Regions from separate parts of the Mus musculus genome. Here region 1 is linked to region 2. Evidence: chromatin contacts called from public promoter capture Hi-C data. All regions are on one chromosome and are shown on one strand. Each heading gives the region's core, a stretch centred on a gene start, on an enhancer-like site or on the middle of the called end of the contact. The rest is flanking DNA. Distances are from core to core; before and after follow the strand shown. Region 1 overlaps Oxsr1 (oxidative-stress responsive 1). Region 2 holds the start of Plcd1 (phospholipase C, delta 1).

Region 1 (4,595 bases), core at 242-2,741, 220 kb after region 2:
TAAATATATATATATATATATATATATATGTATATACACATACATATATATGTATATACACACACATATATGTATATAAATATTATATATATAAAACATATATATGTGTGTGATATAGCTATTTATGATATAGCAATGAGCCAAGAAATGTATACTGGCACATGCTAAAACAGGGTAAACCTAAAACAAAAACAAAAACAAAAACAAAAACAAAAACCAGGCTAACTTAGTGAAGCCCTGCATGGAAAACCCATATTAGCAGCTTTCCTTTATGTAAGATGTTCAGAACATGCAAATTGAGAGAAAACAGTGGCTGCCAGGAGCTGAGAGGATGAGTGGAAGCAACTGCATCATAAGCTGGGTTTATTCTTTCTCTTCATGATTATTAAACACCCTAAATGCAAAAACTTTTCATCAAGTGTACATTTTTTTAAAGATTATTCATTTATTATATGTAAGTACACTGTAGCTGTCTTCAGATGCACCAGAAGAGGGCGTCACATCTCATTATAGATGGTTGTGAGCCACCATGTGGTTGCTGGGATTTGAACTCAGGACTTTAGGAAGGGTAGTAAGTGCTCTTAACGGCTGAGCCATCTCTCCAGCCCTCAAGTGTACATTTTAAAATGGTAACTTTTAGCCAGGCAGTGGTGGCCTATGCCTTTAATCCCAGCACTTGGGAGGCAGAGGCAGAGGCAGGCGGATTTCTGAGTTTGAAGCCAGCCTGGTGTAAGTTCCAGGACAGCCAGGGCTACACAGAGAAACCCTGTCGGGGGGGGGGGGGGGGGGTGTGTGGGTTCCTTTTACCCAGGTATAACGGCACACACCTTTAATCCTAACACTCAGGAGCCAAAGGCAGGAGAATCTCTGTGAGACCAGCAGATCTACAAAGCCAGGTCCAGAACAGCCAAGATGACATAGAGAGAGACCCTGTCTCAAAAAAAAAAGTAACTTTTTCCTACTTTTCTTCGGATACTACAACCTTTACCTCCTAATCCAATAATTTTGAAAAGAAAATGGAGCAATGCTTCAAAAACAACGGCAACTGAGGCATGATGAAGAAACTGAACGGATGATCTTTAACCCTTTTGTTGCTTGGTCTCCCTTCTCCGAGCCAACTCCCAAAAAGAAGGTTTGAGGCACGTATTGACCCTTTAAGGTTGTGGAAACTAAATTGCAAATTTAATGTCATTCACATTCTCTTTGCTATGGCTGAAGAAGCTCCATTTGTGCTGGGCATCCATCTTGGTACCCACCAGCCATCTGTCTCTGACTCCAGTCCCTGGAAAATGTTTCCCAGTAATCCTGACTCAGTGACCCCACCCAAAAATGTACAGCCATGACAATCTACTTGTTATATGACTGCTTTTTTGCTTCTGAAATTTGCTTAAGCAGATTGCCAAAGATTAGTTTGAGTTGCCTTAACCACTTAACTTGGCAGAGCAGAACAATTTTCTGCTTGCTTGTACAGATGTGAAGATCTCTGCGTGGTTTTCACCTTTAAAAGTCCATCCCCATAACCCTCCCACATGGCAATATCAACTTTGGCTCAGAGATTGTTCATCCTGCTAGCAGCTAATCAATAAACCTTTGAATTATAACTGGATTGAGTCTATGGTGTTTTCCCAGGAGTTACAAACTCCATAACATTTAGAAGCCCCCAGTGAGATGCCTAGGAGATCCCAGGCTCAGAGCCAAGGGTCTGGATAGGCCCAGGGATCCCAGAACACAATAACTGGACTGAATCTATGGTCTTTTCCCAGGGGTCACAAAGTCCGTGACACTCTTCACCCACCAGCACACTCTTCCCTCCTCCCATCTCTGGCCCATCACTTGCCCTCCTGACTGACATGGATTATTTTTAAATCTTACCTAGGTGCTCCCTCTGTCAGATATGACGCGCATTTGCAAGTCATTCCTTAAGCCTCTCAATTACTGCATCCACTGATCCTGCACTTGGTAAGCACTTGGTAAGCACTTGGTAAGCACTTGGTAACAGAACATATTCTCTCATTTCCATAGCCTGAATGTAATTCATTCCCACACCACCTTCATGCATATCATGTCTTCCCTTCAGTCTTTCTTTCTACAGATGACCCATGTGATGTCCTCAAAACTCGCCTATTTTCCAGCAGTACCACAAAACAGACTCAAATTCACACTGCAGCTCCATTACTAGGGATAGAATAAATTTCCACTTCACAGCCATGTGCCTGGCAGAGAACTGCTCAATTAATGATTGCTATTATTCACTGATTTTATTCACTACATAATTTTAGTCATTTAATCTGTTCAAACACATGTGTGTGTGTCAAGCATTATTTGGGCTACGGTGAGCTTAATAAAGTTCCAAAGTACTTGAATCTTTACCAAAACACAGAAGGGCAAATTATCCCTACCAGCTCTCCAACCTTTACATACTCACTGAAATGACAGGGGCTCCACTCCCAACACTTAGTCACTAGTATGACCATACAGTAAACGTCCTCTTGTGTAGTGAGCCCCAGATGGAAACACATTAAACACTACAGGGAAAGTGTCATTAGATTTCCTCCCTCCTTCTCTATTATCTTATCTTCCTCTAAAGCAATTTCAGGAAACTGTTGGCAAGTGAATGGGAAGGAGAATGCTTTACGTACTGCAGAGTAACTGTAGTGATGAGAGCAGCCCTCAGTGGACTGCTGGACACAAAACTCACAATGTTCCCACTACTCTGGGGGAAGCTACCTAGGCCTAGACTCCCTTGTAACAAGCATTTACTTTCACAAGAGTTTACCTTTAATAAGATTCAGAATCCACCTGTAAAATGGGTTGTTGGGGAGACAGGTCCATCCATAAAGTGCTGGCCACAAAAACATGATACCCAGAGTTCAGAAAGCCATAACTCATGTAAAAGCTGAGCCTGAGAGCACATGCTGTAGTCCTAGTGCTGGGAAAACAGAGAGGGGAGGATCTGTGATCAGCGAGCCCCAGGTTCAGTAAGTGACTGGGTCTCAAAATACAGGTGCAGGGGGCTGGTGAGATGGCTCAGTGGGTAAGAGCACCCGACTGCTCTTCCGAAGGTCCAGAGTTCAAATCCCAGCAACCACATGGTGGCTCACAACCATCCGTAATGAGATCTGACTCCCTCTTCTGGAGTGTCTGAAGACAGCTACAGTGTACTTACATATAATCAATAAATAAATCTTTAAAAAAAAAAAAAATACAGGTGCAGAGCAACTGAAAAAGTCACCTACATCTACACCTGCCCTTCACATGTGTGCTACACATGCATACACATCCCACACAAAGAGAGACTTTTTAAATGTTGCTATTATTTTATGTATGTGGATGTTTTGCCTGCATGTGTGTGTATGTGTGCACCATGTGTGTACTTGGTGCTCTCAGAGTGCAGAGCAGGGCGTGGGGACTAGAGTTACAGATGGTTGTAAACTGTCATATGGGTGTTAAGAATGAAACCCATGTCCTCTAGAAGAACAGGCAATGCTCTTAACCACAGAACCGTTTCTTCAGTCCTCCAAAAGCAGCGGCAGCATCCCAGGAGAAGTACAGGACAACCTAAGATGGGGCAAGCACAGTGGGACTGAAATGACAGATACCGCCATCCTGGTCTCACTACACTGTGTGTTTGCTGAGACAGTTCTCGGCCCTCCATAACCTCCCCAGCAGTTACATCTGCCTGGAATACACTGAGAGTGACATGTCCTTGACCATGTTCCAGATACATTAACCAAAATAATTAAGTGAAGTAATTGAAAAAGGTGTAAGTAAAAAAATTGTTATGTTATAGCTAAAATAATTATGCTCTGACAGGAATAAACATGTCAATGTTACTTTTACCCTAAATTAACTTTAATTCAAATTATGTTGTCGTTTTTGCCTTTTACAATGCTGCATCCAAGCTTGGTCACAAGAGACTATTCAGAAGCCCAAGCCCGCTCTTGGTCTGGCCATTAATGAACTAAAAGCTCCGAGCAGTTTAATCGCCATGGTTTAGGGTAGCTATCCCAGTGATCACGGCATCACAGGTCTACAGTCCCAAGTGTTCATTGGGATGAGAGAAGAAGATCCTGAGTTCCAAGCCAGCCCAGCCTCAGGGAGTTCAAGGTTAGCCAAGGTTACAAAGTAAAACCCCATCTCAACAACAAAACAAAATCCCAAATATCAGGAAAAAAATATTGAGCAAAATGCTAAATAAAAGGATACGCAGTTAACATTTTCTACAAATAAACATGAGCAATCATGTCAGAGCCCTGTGCACTAGCCCACGCCTTTAATCCTAGCACTGGAGAGGCAGGAGCAGGAATCTCTGGGTTCCAGGCCAGCGTAGTCTACATGCGGAGCTCCAAGCTAGCTAAGGCTACATAGTGACAGCCAGCCTCACAGAAAATCATAATTAAAAAACAATAAGCTGGACATAGTGGTGCCTGCCTTTGGTCTCTCTGATCCCAGCACTTGGAAGCCAGAGGCAGGCAGATCTCTGTGAGTTCCAGAACAACCTGTTCTACAGAGCGAATCCCAGGATAACCAAAGCTACACAGAGAAACCCTGACTCAAAAAAAATCAAATAAATAAATTAAACAATAATGATGATG
Region 2 (5,060 bases), core at 1,185-3,684:
ATGTCTTTTCAGGGCCCTGCTGGGGATGCCAGTCCAGGCTTAGTTAAAATAGAGAGGGGTGGTGTAGGAGGGGAAGATGGCAACTATAGTATCAATTAGCAGGCTTCAGTGGTAGAAAGAGCCCCTTGGTCCGTGCATACAAATCCAGCTACATTTGCCCTTGATTCTGTCCCATCATCTAACCACTCTGCCAGACAATTCCCAGCTTGTGGGCACACGAGCGTGTGTGTGTGTGTGTGTGTGTGTGTGTGTGTGAGAGAGAGAGAGAGAGAGAGAGAGAGAGAGAGAGAGAGAGAGAGACTTCTGCAAGGAATTCAGGGGAGAGTGAGAACTCTACTGTTTGTCTGCACAATATGTGTCTTTATCCAACATCGCCTCTGTATGAGTAAGGACAGAGCCACGTGTCATCTCTTGGTGAGTCCACAGGTCTCCAGCTAATGGAGGGGACTGAGGGCACCTCTCCAGCAGACCCCCAACTGCCCAAGTCAGAAAGTGACCAGTGCTGTGGGACCTGCACTGTGGAGAGGAGTGCAGACTCCCCATCAGCTAACAAGTACAAGCCACAGTGACCACGCCCTCCCACAGAGACCCTCCTTGACCCCTCTCCCCTCCCCATCGGGTTGGCAGTGTAGGCAGGAGCTGCTTCTGGAGGTCACGGTGGATGCCACGCTTGAAGCGCTGGGCCCACAGGTCCGTCAGCTTGGCCACAGTGTACATTCCAGTCCTGCAGGAAAGGCTGGACTGAGTCACAACTCCAGGAGGCTGGGCTCAAACAGGATGGGCCAGGCTGGCCAAGCCTGTGCTGTATTAGACTGAGGCTCTGTGTCTTCCTGGGTACGGGAGATACCAGGGCTGACCCAAGAAAGAAATGGGACCAGGGTACAGACACTGAGGCCTGCTCCATGACCCAGGTTCCATGACACTATGGCGGTCAGAGGCAGCCAGAGGGAGGCGGCCAGGGGAGAGCCCGCCCCTCTCCACTGTGACCCTCAGAGCGGCCACCCTCTGTTCCCACCAGTCAGGAGCTGTAGGGGCATCTCTGACCTCTGGAGAGAATGAGGGAACAGTGGGAGGGGCAGGAACACAGCCCAACAAGGTGGCTTTTAGAAACCCAAGCTTACTGGGCCCCCACAACAATAAAGTCCAGGTCAACTGATGCAAAACAGGTTGGGGGCTGCCTGCAGGGCACACATCCAAGGGGGAGTGGAGCGGAGGACAGGTGAACACAAAAATCTACAGCCCAGGAGGCAAGGCGTCTTAGTGGGTAAAGGCAATTGCTGCCAAGCCCAGTGACCTGAGTTTGATCCTAGAACGCACAAGATAGAAGGAGATAACTGATTCCTGCAAGTTGTCCTCTGATCTCCATACACCCATACCCCCTCCAGCACAAGTACACGTTGTTTAATTAAAAAACAAAAACCAAGAACCTACAATCTCAGGGATACTCGAGTTAAGTGAAAAATACTGTGAAACCGTGGATCGATGTGAGAGGAGCAGGTATTGCTGAGCTAATAGATGACCTGGGGAGACACGAAGGAAAGACTCCCCACAGCCCCTCCCACAGAGTGTGCGTAAATACCACTTAGTTCCTTGCTCTTCCCTGGACGCTTCTAAGACAGGCAGCCAGGAGCCTGCGCTTTCCCTCTCTGCTAGAGGGACAGGCATGGGGAGAAGAGCTAGCCCAGATGGGAAGAAACAAAGCCGGCTGGACAAAGGACCAAGCTGCCAGGCGGTTCTAACTGAGATCTGGCCCAGTCCGACCAGGAGGGTCAGCAAAAAGACAGCGCTGCTCCTCCCAGCCCTGGCATCGCTTTTCTCTGTTCTGGGGAGCGAAGGCTGCCAGAACGACTTCAGCCAAACTTGCACACCTCCTCCTCGCCCCACCCATTTACACCCTCATCCGCCACACCCGCGCGGCCTGACTCGCTTCAGGCGCACCCGTGTTTTGGGGAGCCTCTGAATCGAGAGTTTGGCTAAGGATGCTGTCCCTTTCCTTCCCTGACCCCTTTGGTGCCATCTGGACCCAGGAGCCCAGCCTTTTATGAACAGGCTAAGGGGAAATCCCCGAGAGATGTCAGCATTGCTCCCCGATCTCTTGGGCCAGATTTGGGGGAAAGTCTGGAAACGCCCAAGGTTGTGTCCAGCGCGGGCCGAGGTTTTTCTGGGATCCCACAAGGGGACAAGGAGTTGGCTCTCTGGTGGTTTAAATGCGGCCGAAGGAGCTGTTATCCCTGCCGCCCGGGTGTATTTCGGCTTTCCCGAGGGTCTCCCCTACGTTCGGGACACTCACCGTGCAAGGTCAGGAAGTCCCGACCGGAGTCCATGCCGGTCGGGGCGCGCGGAGGAGGGGACGCGGCGTGATTCACTTGAGCAAAATCACCAAGCGGCCTGGGGTCCTTGCGCAGTCCGGTGCAGGGACCCAACTGAACTGAGATGGGAGGCGGCCGGGGGTGGGTCCAGAACACCGTACCGCCCCCCGGACCCGCCAACCGGCGCTTCTCCCCGCCCCCTCCAGGGGACCTGGAAAGGACGCGGTGCTGGGGGCCGGGAAGACTAGCCAACCCTGGCCGGGGCTCGGGCCAGCTGGGTGCGCCAGGGCCAGAAATAGTCAGATCCCTCCTGCTTCCTCCACCGCCACCACCCACAGGCCCTGTCATTACGGCGAGCTGCCGGCCCCACGCCCTGCCTGTGGGCGCCTGGCCTCGCCGGGGTTGTGGGTGATGTGGGAAAGAATCAGAATCGGGTCTTAGCGGGGACAGGAATCACTGCTAAAGCGGCTGATTAGCCAGGCAGTCTGGTCTGTCTTCTAAGAAATGCGTGCATGCACGGGCCCACATTGCCACGTTTGGGGAGAGTAATATCTAGATTTTTTTTTCAAGAGAGGGGCCCCTCTCTTTAGCTCTGAGAGACGTCTCATTTCCGGGGGTGTTGAAGGTGCTTTCCTTAAGGTAGGGGTAACAGCAAGCAGGTATAGGCCCCTCACTCCCTAATGAGGGGAGAAGACGGAGGCCTGCCGTGAGGCTGCCTGGGCAAGGGTCCCGATACTGGAGGCAGTTGGCCTGGAAGAGTCTAGCCGGGCTCTCCTCAGCTCTTTCTCTCCTAGCATTAGCAGGCCTCCGTGGCCTGTGAAGCATGGGCTGTCTCCCGATTCTGAGTGTTAAGGCTGGGTTTTAGAGAATCACTTGCCGTTCATGTACACCCCACCCCACCCGCACCCCCACAGTGTGGGGCTGGCACTCAGGCCTCCCACTCCCCACCCCCACCCCCGTCTTGATGCCCTAGGAAGGCCCCCCCCAGGTTTCCTTTCCACAAGCTGGGCGCTGTACTGCATGAAGAATGAGTAAGGCTCCATTGCAGACAGAGCCTGGGAAGGGGCAAATTGAGAAATTCCTTCCCTGACTTCCGTCTCTTTCTCCAAAGCCCTACTCTCCAGGTCTTCCCTGAGCCTTGGAACCTCCCCCCTCGGTCCTGTCCTGGAGCCTGGCAGGTATTCGCATCCATGAGTCAGGCCTCCTCTCCTACACCTGAGACCAAGAACTCCTGACACCAGCAGTTGGCACGGCTTCATCTCCAGAGTCATTTCTTCTTGTCATCTCCGTCTCCGAGTCCTGGGCTCCAAGCCAGGGCATTACCCACCACTAGGGCCTCTCCCTCTACCACAAAAGACCATGGCCGGGTTTATAGAACGCTCTGCTCCTGAGTACTCCAAGCTCACAGACACATATGTAGCTTCTGTTGCACGCATTGCAGCTCACTCATGTCCCCTCCCTGGCCTGGGGTTGCCAGGCAGACTTGGGGAGGCATGCTGACTCAAAGCTGTCCCAAGCAGCCAGGTTCTGCAGAAACAAAGAACGTCATGCTCAAGTGCTGACCTGCACCATGACACTCTTCCCATCCTCTTTCTTCTCCCTCTCTCACGGGGTGGGAGGCCCTCTGCTCTGTGCAGCTAGGTTTAAGTAGTGTGCCTAGGATGGTTGTGGAATCTGGTGGGGGAAGCCTTCCAGGGGCAGCGGTGTGGGCCTAGTCCTGCCCGGGTGCCACATATACTCTACTCAGAACCTTTGCAAACTCTCCTGAGACCCTGACTGCTCAAAGGGCCTCGGTGGTAGGCTTTCTTTGGAGCCTGAGACCTGAGACCTGTCCTCTATGGGCAGAGTTCCAGGTATTGTCCCACCCCCAACCCCTGGCTGCCCCAGTCTCAAGTGTCTGTGCAAAGGTGGGTGTGTGGGAAGGGGCTGGTGACTGTGGGCAGGTGAGAGAGGTCTAGTATTCCAGCCAGTACTAGTTCTGTTAGAGTCAGTTCCCTTGGCCCCCACGCTATCCCTCACTCCGAGGACAGCGTGGACATGTGTGCGCGCTATCAGCACAAGAATGCTAAATTTCAGGATGGTCAGGCTCCAGGGCTTGTCTTGCTCAGCCCCTCCCCCATGAAACTCAAACCAAGACCAGCCCAGGTGGGTGAGGCCAGTGAAGTTTATTCAGTGCTCTCCCTGTCTTTTAGAACCCAAGTGCCGGAGCATCAGGGTGAAGGGGTTGTGTTAAGTCTTGCCTCTACAATTTCCTGGTGTGAGAATCTGAGCAAGTCACTTTGCTTCTCTCTAACCAGGAACGACTGTCTGCTCTGGGGTAAACTGAAGATGTTGAGAGTGTGGCACTGATACTGCCTGCCTAGGGTTCTGAGCTAGAGTTCACCTGCCCACAGCCATTCTCTCGGTGGCCTATCTAATACATCTCTGTAGCCACAGAGGCTCTTGGTCTGAGGGCACACCCCTGCTTCTGTGAACGTTGGTGCAGCAGGTCCTGACCCAGGTCTAACAGCCTCAACAGGTGATGGGAAGGTCACCTGCCCCAAGAGACAGTGATGGCAAGGGAGACTCCTCAGACCATATCAGGCTGACGTCACTCCTGCGCAAGGATCAGATGCCAGCATGGGCTACAGCGTTGCAGCAGCCCTGGTAATCTCAGGCTAGCACGGGGCTCTTTAGGGTTTTCCTTTGTCCTTTTTCCTCTTGGTTGTAGCCTCCCCCAGCCTGAAGCAGGCTAGTACAGACCTTGTCACC

Evidence for each region. Promoter capture Hi-C pulls out the DNA fragments that hold promoters and counts their contacts.
Region 1: a contact with region 2 is called in a promoter capture Hi-C map of liver. The contact joins the enhancer-like site here to the promoter of Plcd1 in region 2. A contact is called at or near these places in 4 of 39 promoter capture datasets (the 3T3-L1 cell line, cranial neural crest, embryonic stem cells and 1 more), 1 of 15 datasets of contacts at CTCF or cohesin (the NIH/3T3 cell line), 1 of 484 Hi-C or Micro-C datasets (nephron progenitors), 2 of 115 datasets of contacts at active chromatin or transcription factors (astrocytes and forebrain) and 2 of 9 other capture datasets (adipose tissue and pancreatic islet).

Annotation. Positions count from the first base shown.
Region 1 is chr9:119,307,805-119,312,399 of GRCm38.p6, forward strand. The region is part of intron 1 of Oxsr1 (oxidative-stress responsive 1); the gene reads right to left. Among named protein-coding and RNA genes, the nearest start is that of Oxsr1, 12 kb to the right of the region's middle. Within about 2 kb of position 1,492, at least 6 of the 459 cell types and tissues checked have an H3K27ac peak or open chromatin away from gene starts, as enhancers often do. A contact at or near this core is called in liver, where this site is marked.
Region 2 is chr9:119,091,068-119,096,127 of GRCm38.p6, forward strand. Plcd1 (phospholipase C, delta 1) reads right to left here and starts at 2,435. Exons shown (of 15, transcript NM_019676.3): 1 at 2,291-2,435. The coding sequence starts at 2,324.